Linked DNA regions of Mus musculus: region 2 is linked to region 1. The links are chromatin contacts, called in public promoter capture Hi-C maps. All regions are on one chromosome and are shown on one strand. Each heading gives the region's core, a stretch centred on a gene start, on an enhancer-like site or on the middle of the called end of the contact. The rest is flanking DNA. Distances are from core to core; before and after follow the strand shown.

Region 1 (7,815 bases), core at 1,400-3,899:
AGCAGCGCTTGACAGGCCTTTTTCTTGGCACCTCTAAAAGTTCTTACAGAGTCAAGTTCTTACTGACTGGGTGGCTATTTACTGGATCTAGCCCACTGCAGGTTCTCCTGTCTCTTCTCAACTGGGAACAATGAAGTAGTGATGAGTACACAGAAAGAAAAGCCATGCCTTCAGAGCTTCCCCCTTTTCCTTTGGACTCTGCTCCCTCCTGCTTAGCAATCCCCTCTCACACCTCTCACAGGAATTCTCATCTCTTCAAACTACAAAGTCTACTGTTCCTTTATTCTTAAGACAGGTTCCTTGCTTGCTTCCAGCCGTACTTTTTTCCTTTTAAATGCTTCCTCTTTGCAAGTCAGGGCCTCCATTAACACCCAACTCCTCTTCTAGCCAAGATCAGCATCTAAAGACTCTCCAGGCTGATAACAGGCTGCCACATTTCCAGGACTTCTCTGAGCCCCTGTTCAACCCCAGGGAGGCCTTTCCTTCCATTCACCATAGGGTCAGCCTGACCTTTTTCTGCGCAGCTTGGCACGGGGCCTCCACAATCTCCTCTGCTCACACAGGGCCTGAGGACTTCTTATCCATCTCTTCTCCCCCACCCCCACCTCCTGGAAGGCGCTTGGGCCTTCTCAGCAGTGCTGGCCACTCTAAGGCCTTACAACCTATTCTGGGGCAGCAATCCTGCAAACCCACCTCCTGGGGCTTAACAAAACCCTCACTCTCAGTTCTTAACGGACCAGGGCCTGCCTTCTGGCAAAGATGTCACCACCACCTTGGATAGTCCCGGTGGCACATCCCCTGCACACTCCAAGGCCAGGAGCCTCCTCTGATGTTACCCTCTCCTCCTCCACCTTCCGTCTGGCCCGACCTGTGATCTCATCCAACTTCAGCCTGACCCTACTCCACTAGCACCAATTCTGTCAGGCCCATGGCCTCCCTCCCTTGTCTCCCCTGAAGGCCCTAACTTTCTCTTTAACTCTCTACTCTCACTTTTCACGTCGTGGACCCTTTCCCCGCTTAAGTTGCCAGGCCGCTGGCCTGCGGTATCCTCCTCCAGCAGGGCCTCCTTGCCATCTGGTCGGGGAGCAGAAGGCCTTGGCTCACACCGGAGCGGAGCGGACTGTCTAGCCGGGTCCAGCCCCTCCGTACCGGCCGCTCTCACAACTAAGGCCTCGGCTCCCTCCTATTCGGCCCAAGGCCTCTTCCCCATGACGCGTCTCACCCGACTCTAGCTCCGCAGTCCGGGATACCCTGGCCCCTGCCCGGCCTGAGGCCTCTTCGGCCCTTCCCGCCGGCCGGTCTCCCGAGCCTGTCCGTGCTTACGGAGCGTCTCCCGGAGCCCTCCACTCACTTTCCTACCTTCTCCACCACCGCCCCGGTCCATCCAGAAGGCCACCGGCGCTACCTGCTCGGCGGGCAGACCCGCAGCTCAGTTTAGCAGCGAGGTCTGGGGCGTCGGTGCGCTCCCTTCAGCCCTCGCTCGGGCCGTCAAACAGGCCACGGCGCTCCCAGCCTTTTCGGCTTCTCCCCGCGACTCCGGTCCCTCGCTCGCTCTCCACTGGGCTGTCCCACCCCGCCCATCCGCGGGGCTCCCGGAGTCCAGGTACCGGTGGTGTGCCCGGCGGACAGCGGAGGCCCCGGGCCGGCAGCGCAGGTGGCTGCGGGCCTGGCCTCCTTGCCTCGGGTCGGGCCTGCCAAAGTCGGTCCCTGCCCCGGGGCAGCCCGGCCATCCCTGCCCCGTCGGTTCGAGATCCGAGAATCCTCCGTTCAGTCCGGTCCAGCCCAGTGTCAGTTCCGAGCCTGTGGCTCCGGCCTGCTACTCCAGCCCCCGTCGCTAGGGCCCTGGCAGCTCTGCCCCGTACCGGGCCTTCTGGCCTCGCCCCCCGCGCCCCCCAGGCGAGCCGCGGCTCGGCTTCACCGGCTCCCTCGGTCTCAGGCTTCACTCCGTCCCGCCCTGTCAGTCACGGAATTTCTGTTCCGACTCCACCATCGAACTCCCGGGGCTCCCAGCTGGGCCTGGCCCCGGGCCTCTCGGCCTCGCCCCCCGCGCCCCCTGGCCGCCGGGCCGCCCCCGCTCGCTGCCGGAGGTCGCCCCTCACTCCGCGACTTACCCCACACCCCGCTCTCCAGAACCCCCATATGGGCGCTCACTGCCCGCCCGCACAGCTCGAACAGGGCGGGGGGAGCGCTGGGGCCCGAGGCCGAGCTCTTCGCTGGCGCCGCCTCCCGGGACGTGGCCTCCATGGTCGTTGCTGCCGCTACCTCACAGAACCAGCAACTCCGGGCGCGCCAGGCCTCGGGCGCCGCCATCTTGGGGAGGTGCGCGAGCCCGAGAATGACACCCGCGGGCCGCCATCTTGAAGAGGTCAGCTTTTAGGACCGCTCCATAAGGGATATGGGGAAGAACAGAAACAACATTAAAAGATCGTCAAACAGAGGAGCAGATGACTCAAGTATCTTAGGGAATACTACTTGGAAAAATACTGTAGATCAACACATTTGGGCAAGAAGTGACCGAAAGGATGTTTCTTAGCAAATTCTTTGCAGGCGTATATAGCAGCTCCCCCTACGTCTCGTAGCTAGCGAGTAGTACAGCCCAATTTGTGCGTGTGTTCGGGACTACGAGGAGTATGCCGCACTTCCGGCCAGGTCGCCGGATATCCGTCGAGTGACCCTTACTAGTCCTTCTTAAACCTGAAGTGGAGTACTACTCTGGTTGCGCTTGTTGGATCCCAAACCGGCTCCCGACATGGGACTAGAGGACGAACGAAAGATGCTCACTGGATCTGGAGACCCCAAAGAGGTAAGGCTTCGAGGTTGGCGGGCCCGGGACCTAGCTCAACAAAGCACCTCCCGGGGCTCTCTTAGTCCGGGTTTATAGCCTAGGGTTTGCGGGGTCCAGAGAGGTGGTTTCCGTTACTTACCTTCAGAATTCTTTGGTTGACCTTGGGCAGATTAATAGCTAGTCTTTCTCGGGATTGGCTTCCCCAAACCAGGAATGTGAAAGTGTAACTGGAGTTTATAATGCTGCACTGATAAACTTGTGTAAACAAACAAACAACCCCCCCCCAGGTTTTTGAGGTTCTAATTTGATAAATGTTTTGAGGTTCTAACTTGATAAGTGCGTGAAGCAAAAAACTAACGTTAGTCTTTAACGTAGCTTAGGTCAGAATTTATTTATGGAGATTTCGGGGACCCTAGTCTTCGGAAAAGTGCTTTCAGGAGTTGGGGTGTAGCTTCATGGTAAAGCTCTTGCCTAGCATTAACAAGCCCTGTATTCGCTTCCCAGCATCTCCAACAAAAAGCGGTTCTTTATCTTTTGGGATGGAGATGGCCGAGGACTTGTGCCTTTGGGGACAGTTTAAGAATGTGTAGTGTAATTCTGTGGTGCAAGAGGGAGCTCTTTCCCAAGTTGAGCATCATTGTGATAAATATTGGCTGCTTATGTGCTGAGTGCTTTATATGCACTAAGATACTTAACTTGCACAGTTTCCCCATGAGGTAAATATCAGGTACATTATATATTTTTGTCACTTTTATTACATGAGGCAGCAAGCAAGGAAGTTTATCTTGAATGAGGGCACACAACTAGCAAGACAATACAACTGGGACTCCAATGCAGACGTCCAGGCTTGAGAGCCAGAGCTCTAGCCCGAGACTCACTTTGCTTCCATTTCCTGTGCATTTGTCTTGTCTACTTCAGGACAAGCCATCAGGGCTTAATGGATTAATTAGTTGGCAAATTATTTATCCCTTAATTTTTTCAAGTTTTCATTCTCAGAAAGTTTAACAGGATACCACAGCAGATAGAAGTTTTAAAATTAAGAAAGTTGGGCATGGTGGTCCGTGTCTTTAATCCCAACACTCAGGAGGCAATGGCAGGAGGATCTCTGTAAGTTCAGAGCCATCCTGGTCTTCATATCAAACTCCATGACAGCCAGGACTATAGAGATCCTTTCTCAAAAAAACAATAAACCAACAAATCAAATAATAAAATGAAGAAAGTTAAATTAATTTTGTGAAAGATCCATAATGAATGGAGATGAAATCTTTTTATTCAGTGTGACTTTGGATTTTCTCATTGGTGGAAACAGAATTAGACCTGTATTTGGATTTGTTTAGCATGGTGTTTTTAGCACATTAGTGTTGTTATAGTAATGCCAATTGGGAAATGACACAGTTGTCTTGCTTCTAGAATGCTAATTTCAGGTGTGTCCCCCCCCCCCCCCGATTTTATTTTTACTTTAAGTGTATATTTGTATTTTGCTTACATGTATACCTTTGCACCACTTGCAATGCCTGATGCCCTCTGAGACCATAAGAGGGCACTAGATCTTCTGGAACTGGAGTTAACGTTTGTGAGCAACCATGTAGGAGCTAGGAAGAGCCAGGGTTTTTTTGGAAGAGAGACAAGTGCTCTTAACTGCTGAGCCATCTTTTGTGAGCATGTATAGGTGTTGGTTTGTGCATGCTTCTGTCTGTAGGTCCTTTCACATGGGCTCCTGGGATCAAACTCGGGTTGTCGGGCTTGGTAGCAAGCAATTTTACCTGATGGTTTTAGGACTTGGACCCAGGGCCTCAGGTATTCTTTACCACTGAGCTCTGATGTCAGAGGATCTTTTTAGGGGGATACTTTTTCTTTGTGAATTTTAAAAAATAGTTTATTTTTATGCATACAATTGTTTTACCTACATATGTGGCTGGAAGATGGTGTTGGATCCCCTGGGACTGGAGGTAGAGATGGTCTTGAGGTGACATGTGGGTGTTAAGAGTCAAATCTAGTGGGGCTGGAGTGATGGCTCAGTGGTTGAGAACACTGGCTGTTCTTCAATTCTCAGCAAGCACATAGTGGCTCACAACCATCTATAATGCCCTCTTCTGTCTAATCTAATGATCTAATGCCTTGTTCTGTCTGACATGCAGGTATACATGCAGATAAACCACTCATATACTTAAATATAAATCTTTAAAAAAGAGAGTCAAAGCTGATTCTTTTGCAAGAACAGCAAGTTCTCTTAGCTACTGAGCCATCTCTCTATCCCTTTAATTCTTTTTTTTTTATATCCCCCCCACCCCCCCACCTGCCTGCCCGCCTGCTTGCCTGCTCCAGCCCTGCTAGCAAAGAGGGCATCAGATCACATTACAGATGGTTGTGAGCCACCATGTGGTTGCTGGGAATTGAACTCAGGACCTCTGGAAGAGCAGTCAATGCTCTTAACCGCTGAGCCATCTCTCCAGCCCCTTAATAAATTCTTGAAAGGCGTTTTAAGAAACCTTATTGATGAAAAACTAGCATCTATATTCTATGTAACATCTTTACACTTAGGAGAAACCTTGCCAATCACAAAAAGAGTAAAGAGCAGAGGTTACAGTGGCACCTCCTGTCCTCACTTGTAGGGTACTGTCTTGGTTAGGATTTGGGAAACATGGTTGTTGAGCTCATTTCCCTGTGTGTCTTTATCTTCTCCCAACTGTGGATACCTGTATCTACAGCAGACAGATCACTGTGCCATGTGCCAGATTTAGGACCTGTGCTCCAACAGGTAATTTTTACAATTAGGGAAAGAAAGGAAACTAATTAAAAGTTATACAGTGGAATTAGAAATAGATTATGTGGGGCCTGGTGTTCCCTTTTCTTATATTTATCTGCAAGTTAAAAGGCAGTGATTATAACTTTAAGTTGACTAAAGAAGGATTTAGGTTTGACCATATTCATATTCCAAATTCAACTTGAGAGCACCTCTACAGGCACCTGCATTTTCATATGTGCGTACACACATACACACCCCTGCAGTTAAAAAAAAAATAGTGAAAATATTTTTAAGTTAGTTTTCCTCTAAACTTGGTTTGGGATATAAACAAAGTTTAGCTATTTTTTAGTTATTATAGGTTGTTATTTGTTTTGTTTTGGTTTTTTTTGGGGGGTGGGGGGGTTGGTTTTTTTTTTTTTTTTTTCGAGACATGGTCTCTCTGTGTAGCCCTGGCTGTCCTGGAACTCACTCTGTAGACCAGGCTGGCCTTGAACTCAGAAATCCGCCTCCCAAGTGCTGGGATTAAAGGCGTGTGCCACCACTGCCCGGCAATTTTTTGTTTGTTTGTTTGTTTGTTTGTTATTATAGTTTTGAGACAGGGTCATATATCATCCAGGTTGACTGAACTCAAACTTGGACTCCTGGTCCTCTGCCTTTTAAGTGTTGGGTTTACAAGAGAGCACCCCACACCTGGTTAAATGAAGGCAGGTTGTGGTTGTTTTTGTTTTGTAGATAGATACCTGATGGCCCATTCCCGTTGGCCGCCATGCACAATGATACACACACCTACACCTGCGCACGCATGTGCAAATGCTACACACACACACACACACACACACCAGTATTTTTATAAAAGTTGGGAAGGAAACTGGATATAGTGACTCATGTATTTAATTTCAATACTTGGGAAGGGAAGGTAGGGGGTCTGTTACAAAAATGAAGCCAGTCTGGGCTACAGTGAGACCATATCAAGCACGAATAAAGAGTCACAGGGAAAACAAGGTTCGGAGCCTTGGTTCCTGTGGGGCGGAATGATGGAGGCAAGGTGAACAAGCTTAATCAGTTTAAGGATTAGGTAGTTTGAGTAATTTCGGTGAGCTCTGAACTGTGGTGCTGGTTCCTTGTTGACCTTTGGCTCTGGATCGGGGTGATACAAAGTTGGTGTCTGAGATTTTTGCTTAAGAAAGTGATTTGGTAGATGGGTCTTAGATTGGTACATGAAAGGTATGTTCCCAGGCAAATGTATATTATCCCTAAAAATTAGCTAGTTCTGGGAAGGCAAGATTTAGCACTGAGATTGAAGCTAGGATGACAAAACATCATAAAAGAATGTGACTGATAGTCTCTTGTTCATAATTATGGTATAAGTGTGATTAGGGAAATGCATGTTATACAATGGCTGCTAATTTAATTTTCTTTCCCTTTTGTAGGAAGAAGAGGAAGAACTAGTGGTAAGAGCGGCCTCCAGTTTGGAACTACCTTACTAGAATTGGAAGGCTGAGCTGTATTGAAACTCCAGGGTATTTTAAGGAATCTGTGACAACTTGGGGAAAATGCTGGGACAAGCCTTTAATACCTCCTGTGCAGTAGTAGGTTGTGTGGGAGTGTGAGCCTTAGAAAGCTATGTCTTTTTAGGTCTGGGGCTTCTTTGGTCCTACCAGGAATCAGCATCCTGAAGGCCTGGCACTGATCTGCTGTGTGTGTTTAGTAAAGAACTCTAGAAGGAAATTTTCTTAGTTCTCCATGTTTGCATTTTTCTGACTTTGCAAGTTGGGGGCCAGGCCTGAGTTTTGCATAAGAGAAATTGAATCCTAATGCTGGGTTAAACGATGCCTCCAGTCGATGTACTTCCTGCTTGGCAAGGTTCCCTTTACTCTCTCGTTTCTCAGATAGGGCTGAGGCTTTCAGTGTATACCGGCAACCTTGGAAGGCAGAAATTTGAAACTTCCCTACTGCTTAAGCATCAAAGAGCCAGGAGGTATTAAATAGGTACCGCTCTGGCTATAGTATGGCTCTGCCTGCTGGCCTGGGTAGTAACTCAGAGTAGCGCCTTTCTTTGTTGATTATACTGCCCAAAGACCAACTTGTTTATATTTAGTAGATGTCTCCTGAAGCTTCCATTTTGTTCCTTTTCTCCCCCCACACCCCCTGTTTCTTCATCAGGACCCCCTAACAACAGTGAGAGAGCACTGTGAACAGCTGGAGAAGTGTGTAAAGGCCCGGGAACGACTAGAGTTGTGTGATAATCGCGTGTCTTCCCGGTCACAGACAGAAGAGGATTGTA
Region 2 (7,815 bases), core at 3,731-6,230, 4.5 Mb before region 1:
CTATGCATGGTCCTTACATACCTTCCTTTTTGTCTCCTGAAATTTGTGTCTCATATATATATATATATATATATATATATGTGTGTGTGTGTGTGTGTGTGTGTGTGTGTGTCATATATATTTATTTATTTATTTTATTTTTTTGTTTGTTTGTTTGTTTGTTTTTCGAGACAGGGTTTCTCTGTGTAGCCCTGGCTGTCCTGGAACTCATTTTGTAGACCAGGCTGGCCGCAAACTCAGAAATCTGCTTGCCTCTGCCTCCAGAGTGCTGGGGTTAAAGGCGTATGCCACCAGGCCTGGCATGCATATATTTTTTTAAAAAGGCAAACTGTAATTTTAGAATATTGTCCATCTATGAAAACTGACAGCACATTCGTAACTAGTTGCTGTCTTTCTCTCCTGCTCCATCTCTCATGAGGTAATCTATGAGACTGAGGATTTGGTGATGTAAAAGTCAAAGTCAAAGAAAGGTTCCATGTTGGGCAGAGTGAGGGAGACAGCACAGGATGATTCAGAGGGCTCCTCACACTGGCCTTGGGAGGCCATTTGCACTCACTGTAGTCTGGTCTTCATTAACTCTAAGAGCGGTTCTCAACCTTCCAGTGGTAATGCTGCCACCCTTTAATACAGCATTTATGTTCTGGTGATCCCAACCACAAAATTCTTTTCATTGCTACTTCATAAATGTAATTTTGCTACTGCTAGGAACTGTAATATAAATATCTGTGTTTTCTGATGGTTTTAGGTAAACCCTGTGAAAGTGCCACTCCATCTAAAGGGGTTGAGATCCACAGGATGAGAACCTCTGATCTATAAGGCAGTGATAATGTGGGTGTTTTCGTTTGCATTCACTGCCATCTGTTCATCATCTGTAAGATAGTGATAATGGTAGTGCTTTCATTAGAGGGTTCTAGTGAGAAAGATGCTAGATCCTGTTTATTAAAAGGTGAAGAAGATTGTACCTGGTAAAGAAATGGAGCCAGAGAAAGGTCAAGTAACCTCAAAGAGATTCCAATCTGAGGTAGAGGAGACAGACAAGTAAATAGCCAATGCCAGCCCACTATGACAAACACCTCAGGCAGCATCCAGTAAGGTGAGGATGTGTGGGAGGGGTGCTATATTAGAGTCCCCTGGGAACATGGCCTGAGGTGGGGCTCTTGAGTCAGTGGGTGACTGAAGAAAAGCGCTGGAGGGCTCAGCTGCTTTTCGCCATGACTCAAAGCCTCAGATGGAACTGTAGAGCTGAATGTGAGTGCCAGGTAAAGTTTCTGAATGCACCGCCACCAAAAAGAACTCAAAAGTGAGTGTGTGACAAATCTAAGGTGTTTCTTAGCTGTTTTCACATGTGCTATATCATGTGATTTTTACCACAGCCATGGCTCTAGACATGCAATACGTGTACTCGCTTTGCAAGACATATACAAAGCCAGCAACTATTGCCTGAAACATCTCTGTTCAGATTTAAAGCTGTTGCGTGCTATAACCTGCAGAAGACATGCTGAGTACAGACATGCTCATATAGAAGCCTAGTAGCTAAATGACAGAAAACAAAGACTTTTAATATTTTCCTGCCACCATTCCTTAGCATGTATCACATTTATAAATATTTCAGTTGTATTGTGTTAGAGTATATAGCTGGTAGGGTGCTTGTCTGTTATAGTGCAAACCCTGGTTCAGTGCATAATACCTGGTACAAAAACTTGGTGGTCCATGTCTGTAATCCTTGTATTTCATAAGTGGAGGTAGAAGGATCAGAAGTTCAAGGTTGTCCTTGTATTACAAAAAAAATGAAGAAGCTGGGCAGTGGTGTGGAATACCAGCACTTGGGAGGCAGAGGCAGGCAGATTTCTGAGTCCAAGGCCCCCCTGGTCTACAGAGTGAGTTCTAGGATAGCCAGGGCTGCACAGAGAAACCCTGTCTCGAAAAACCAAAAACTAAAACTAAAACAAAAAAAGAAAGAAAGAAAAAGAAAGGGAAAGAATGTTTGATTAAAAAATTGCTGTTTGAGTTTGAGTTGCTGACTGACTTGATATTAATTTCTAAAAGAATCATTAAATGAATTTTGGCTTGGGATTAGAACTTCCAGCAACTTCTGAAATGGCTATCAGCATAATTCTGACATTTTACATTCAGTTATATACATTTATTTGGTCTTCTCATCACCGATGATTATATGATCTATCAACTCTAGAAAACCTTGAAGATAGCCTATATTCTGTAGTATCACATATTCAATCAAGACTCGTGTGTGTGTGTGTGTGTGTGTATACTCACTTGTAATGGGACATGTTAAGGTTAAGAGGCCCGAGAATGACATTAGAATGTCTTCCTCATATGTTCCTCCAGCTTTATTTCATTTTTGTTGTTTTTGTTTGGTTTGTTTTGGTTTTTTTTGTTTGTTTGTTTTGAGACAGGGTTTCTCTGTGTAGCCCTGGCTGTCCTGGAACTCACTCTGTAGACCAGGCTGGCCTCGAACTCAGAAATCTGCCTGCCTCTGCCTCCCGAGTGCTGGGATTAAAGGCTCGTGCCACCATCTCCCAGCGAAACACAGTTTTCTTCGGAAAAACCATACTTACTTCATGATGTATTAACTGTTTCAACTTCTGTGCTATGAAGACAGAGCTCAGTTGCTTGTGTAGCATCGAGTATGGGTGACCTGCCCTTTTTAGAAAGTTTGCCTTGACCCCATTCTCTGAGGAGCAGTTGATGATGAAAGGCATCCCAGAGAGGCAGGTGGAGATGGAGGACAAGATGCCTAGCTGACTAAGTACTGTGCTAGGAGGGGAATTACTCATGAAGTTCAGAACAAGTCCAGGCTAGGGATATCAATTCCAGAGTTGTCATTTTGAACATGATTATTTAGAAGATGATTTAAGTGGAGACTTTTAAAATAAGGCCCAAGGCAGAACACTATTTACAGGTCAAGAAGAGGATCTAGGCAGATGCAGGAGGCCTATAACTCAGGGAAAAAAATGAATATGGTTTCCAAGAAGCCAGGAGAAGACCATTTTAGGGAGGGAATGACCAGCGGGGACATAAGATGCCACAGAGGATGTCAGTTCAGGGGGCTGTGTTTTGGGACTATGGCTGCACATAGAAGCTTACAGGAAGACTGAGTCTAAGGTTAGGAAAACAAGTAGTTTAAGTATGCATAAATGCATTCACATCATGCACATATTGTCTTCCTTTAGGGTCTGAGAACAGGTATGGAATTAGAATCTGTACCCTATGTTCAGAGATAAGGTTTGGGAACATGAACTTGATTTTTGATCAAAACATTTTTGGTGGAATTACAGAACATAAACTGGGCTGGACATAGTTCAGGCTTTAACGACATTGGCTCATGACCAAAACACATAAAAATATTTAGTTAACAGGAACATGAACAATGGCTGACTAGAACTCGTACAAGGAAAAGGGTGGAAAACAAAACCCAGAGATAGTCAGTGCCAACATTTTCCTCGAGTTTTGCTGAAAAGTGACAGACTGGGAGGTGAAGCAGAGATGGCTGTAGACAAACAAGGGCCCTGGGCAAACATGGGAGAACCATGTAACACTCTGCACTGGGGTAGTAGAAGGAGAAAACTGGTGATGTGGAGGGGAGACATCCCAGGCATCGGTGAGTTGTATGGCACCTGAAGCAGTGAGAAGAGGGGGGCTGCCCTCTCCACTGCAGCCACTTGTCTGAAGTACCAAGATGAAAGACCATGCTGCTCGCACACATGAAAGCAGGCTGGTAGACAGAAGTTCTCTTGTTGGCTTGCATTTTCTTGGTGAAATGGAAAGCAAGACCATCAAAGAGAATATGGGAGAGTGGAGGGGAGTGAAGGGGTCCCCCAGAAGAGCGACTGGGGGAGGAGTTCAGTTTTGTACCTCTTATGGAAGCTTCTTGGAGCAGAGCAGTTTGGGTATTTGGGCAGACTCAGAGCATGCTGTTGGTTGGGATCTGAAAGAATCCGGAAGTCTCCGAGAGAAGCCCCTGTAGAATTCTCCTAAGTGGTTTCTTGGAATTCTACTTGTTTGAGTCATTTTCCTGAAAAAAACCAGTATGGTCATGGGAGGCATACCTTTTCTTTAACTCTTTCAGCAAAGACAGAAGAAAAAAAAAAGCAATAAATTACTCCTAATGGAAGGAAACAAGCCTCCTGGATGGAGTTCAAGGTACAAGGTACTTCCTAAGGAAACCTTTGTGTAGTTTTTGCAGGGTGGAGGGTATTAAAAACTCACATGGGTTTATGTAGTATTCAAAAGACAAAATCATCACCTTGGGTGCTGTAAATCTTTTGCCTACAACGCTCTGCATAGAGCTGCCCTTCCAACCTCTCCAGCCTGCACTGTTCACTCTGCAAGGCTCTTCTGGACCTCGCCTGGAATGTGCACACAGACTTTTTCTTCTGCCTCATTTTCTATTCCTCCCTCCCTTCCTTGCCAGTAAACGTTTCTGCTACGTGTTCAGAACCCGCTGTACACTAACTCCCCAAGTCCCAATCGTCTGTGAAAATCCCCATGACTTGTTAGAAGTGGGCTCGTTTGCCTCTCTACATTTAGTGCCGGATGGAAGTAGGCTCGCGACAGTTGTTCTAATGCAGGCACCGTCAGGGTGCGTTGTGTGGAAAGGCAGCTGGCTAGGACGTGAAGCCAAGCGGCCCGGCCTAAGAGGGAGACAAGCAGGCACCGGGAGAAGGCGGCGGTGCGGGGCGAGAGCACGAGATGATTTGGCCCGCAGCCTGAGGGAAGGCGGATGGGAGGTGAGAGTGTCCACCGGCTATTGCGGGACCAGGCAAAGGCCCTCAGGGTTCCGGTTAGATGCGAGTCACCAGCATCCTCTAGACCTCGGGCGAGGAAGCCCACAGAACCCACAACTCCCGAGACCCACCCGCAGTAGCCACTCAACAAGCTGCGGCGAGACGTCCCGCGCATGCGCGCCCTAGCCCCACCCTCCCCTGGGCCCGCCTCTCCCCGCCCTCTGCGTGCGCACCGCCTAGAGCCCGCCTCTCAGAAAGACGGCTGGCGCATGCGGCCCGGCCGAGCACTGGCTGCCCGAGGCTCACCACGCGCGCGCCGGCCTTGCTGTGGCTGACACGAGACTCCGAAGCCGGCCTCAGGTAGGCAGACTTCAGGGATCCCGGTGGAACGGCTCCCGGGTGCAAGAGCCTGTGGCGCCGACAGAGCCCGGCGCGGACGGCCACGCCGCCGGGGCGATAAACGTCTCTTCTCACCAATCAGGGGAGAGCTGGCCCGGCGTTCTGCCCAATGGGCTGCATCTCTAACGGGAGTGGGGCGGGCAGTCCCGGAACGCGAGCTGCCGGCTCCCGCGCGCGGGCCGCGTGGCCCGGCTAAGGAAAGGGGCCGAGTCCGGCGACGCGGGCAGCCGGGCTTGGTGAGGTAGAGAGCGCGGTGTGCCGCCGCGGAGGGGTCTCCCAGAGCCCCAGCCTGTGATGGGGCCCGACTGGCGGCCTTGAGCTCCTCCCGGCGCTGCCCGGCGCGCGGGAGGAAGGGGCTTGTAGGTTCGCTGGGCCTCACGGCCCAGGCTACCCAGCTGCTGTCTCTCTTTCCAGCCCAGCGCGAAGATGCTGGCGTTCTTGAGGCCACTACGTCAGCGTGGCTGCCTTACGTCCACACTCATTATTTTAAATCCTCAGCAGCCGGGTGACGCGGGTGGGTGCTGCTGTGGTTCTCGTCCCACTTTTTACGGCGGTGCGAACCCGGGCATCAGGCACTTCGGGGCTAGATTTAGATTTCAGCACATCTGCGGTGGATCCTGAGCCTGATTTTCACCAACTTCATTTTTTTTTTTTTTTAACAAAAGCTTTCACATTTTTCATTCGTGAATTTATCTGGTGCCCCTTGCTCTATATTATAGCTCCTGTACTTGAAAAACCTTTTGTGTCTTGTCATCTTCAGAAAAAAAAGTGCAGCGTGGACATTCAACTTTGCCCATGGACTGGCCCCTGGCCATCCCTTTGCCCTAATCTTTTTTTCTTGGTGCATCCTGTGGGCTCACCTGCTTGTTCATGCTTTGCCTGATTCCTAGCTCATTTCAGTCAGTCAGCCTTACGGGCCCATTACAAGGCAGGTTTTCAAAAGGAGCTCCTGGATCCTCCCTCAGTCCAGGTCATCTCTCCCGGAGATACTTAAGTTGGACCCACATTTGACTTAAGTTTGTGGTACCCCCAGCATGTGAGTAGCTCTCCCATAATAGGTAGTTTGTAAACGTTAGGGAATGGGTCCTCTCCAACTGGCTCTTTGTGGCTTTTGGAATATTTTTTTGCCAGTCACTCTGGGAGACTGCCAGAATCTTAGTGTCTGTCTGTCTGTCTGTCTGTCTGTCTGAGTCTCAATCTCTCTCTCTCTCAGAAACACACACGCACATACACACAGAGAGATCTGAATAAAGTTGGGACAAGATGAGGTGATCCCGTGACAACCTGTTCTGAACTGAGGAATCTGTAGGAACATCAGAAATTGACTCAGTGAGTCTAGGCTGTAGTCTTAGTAAGAAATGCCAGGATGCCAGGTTTGGACTTATCTAAAATACTAAAATATAGCCAAGTTTGATAAATGCATTAATAAGAAGGAACCATATAATTATGAGGTGATACAGTTTTTCTCTCAAGGATATTGTCTACCCTTTTGGGGTTCACAGTCTGCATAAGCATACTAAACACTCCTGAAGGTCTTGGGTTAAAGACTAGTCATCATTTCTTTTGATTTTTTTTTTTTTTCTGCCCATAAAGTCACCTTCCCCTCTTTTGAGATAGGAATTCCATATGTATGTAGATCAGGTGTCTTTGAACTTGGGGCAACCCTCCTTTCTCTTTCCAAGTGCCCCTTTCTTTACAGGCATGGAGTACCTTATCCTGTCAAAACCTTTCTGGGAAACCCAGTTGTATTTTGTAGAAGTACACTTTTGAAACGACTGCGCAGAGGGTAGAAAGAGCAGGATAACATTCCTTACTGTGTAAGGGGAAAGGTATTTCAAGCATTATGCTTTCCTTGCCAAGTTTGTTCATTCTCGTTCCTGGGAGGAGTGGAGCTGGGAAATGCGTCCTGCAGAATTCCCCTTTCTTTGTTCCTTAGCTTATTTTTGTTTTAATTTGGCTTCACACAGGGTTTTTAGAGGGGGGAAGTGTCTTCTCTGTGCTAAAGCAAGCATTTCTTGATGCTTGGTGGCGGCATTTTCTCTTTTTGGTCACATTTGGCTTTGCTGACCAATTGGTGGCCTCTGAAGCTGGGGACTGGTGATAAATCTTTTGACATGTCACTATGTCATTGCGTATTGATGCTGTTTTCACTTGACATTTAACTCTGCTGGTCTTGTATCCACTCTACTTGTCTCACATGTTTCTTTTACTCCCTGCCACTACATTATTACCCTATGGGTTTATGAGTTTAATGTTATCTTCCCTATTCAGTGTGTGCTTCTGACTGGGTTATTTCACAAGTTCCATTTCCTGCAGCCTGTATCATTTCTGTAGGGCATACCTGTGAGAGATTGCTGCCAAGAAGCAACTTAAAGTACAGATGAGAACTGCATGTAATTGAAGGAACTAGAGGGTTTTTAAGACTTCTTTTAAAGGCTCAACAGTTCTTTTCTGTTGGTCAGTCTTCCAGAACTTTGTTTTCTCTGTGTGATAGCAAATTTTCAAGGAGAATTTGAATGCTTATTCAAGATTGTGATTTCCCCCACCCTCCCATACCAGGCAAGTGTCTCAATATTTACCCCGGGTGGGGAAAAAACAATCACAGTCTTGAATAAACTACAAAGTTATATTTGTAAGATATATGTATATAAACGTGTGTATTTATATGTAA

The links. Promoter capture Hi-C pulls out the DNA fragments that hold promoters and counts their contacts.
Region 2: a contact with region 1 is called in a promoter capture Hi-C map of pre-B cells. The contact joins the promoter of Ctps here to the promoter of Uqcrh in region 1. A contact is called at or near these places in 2 of 39 promoter capture datasets (cranial neural crest and pre-B cells).

What each region holds. Positions count from the first base shown.
Region 1 is chr4:116,069,904-116,077,718 of GRCm38.p6, reverse strand. Uqcrh (ubiquinol-cytochrome c reductase hinge protein) reads left to right here and starts at 2,649. Exons shown (of 4, transcript NM_025641.3): 1 at 2,649-2,803; 2 at 6,962-6,982; 3 at 7,695-7,815. The coding sequence starts at 2,750. Lrrc41 (leucine rich repeat containing 41) reads right to left here and starts at 2,450. Exons shown (of 10, transcript NM_153521.2): 1 at 2,112-2,450. The coding sequence starts at 2,310.
Region 2 is chr4:120,567,441-120,575,255 of GRCm38.p6, reverse strand. Ctps (cytidine 5'-triphosphate synthase) reads left to right here and starts at 4,980. Exons shown (of 19, transcript NM_016748.2): 1 at 4,980-5,105.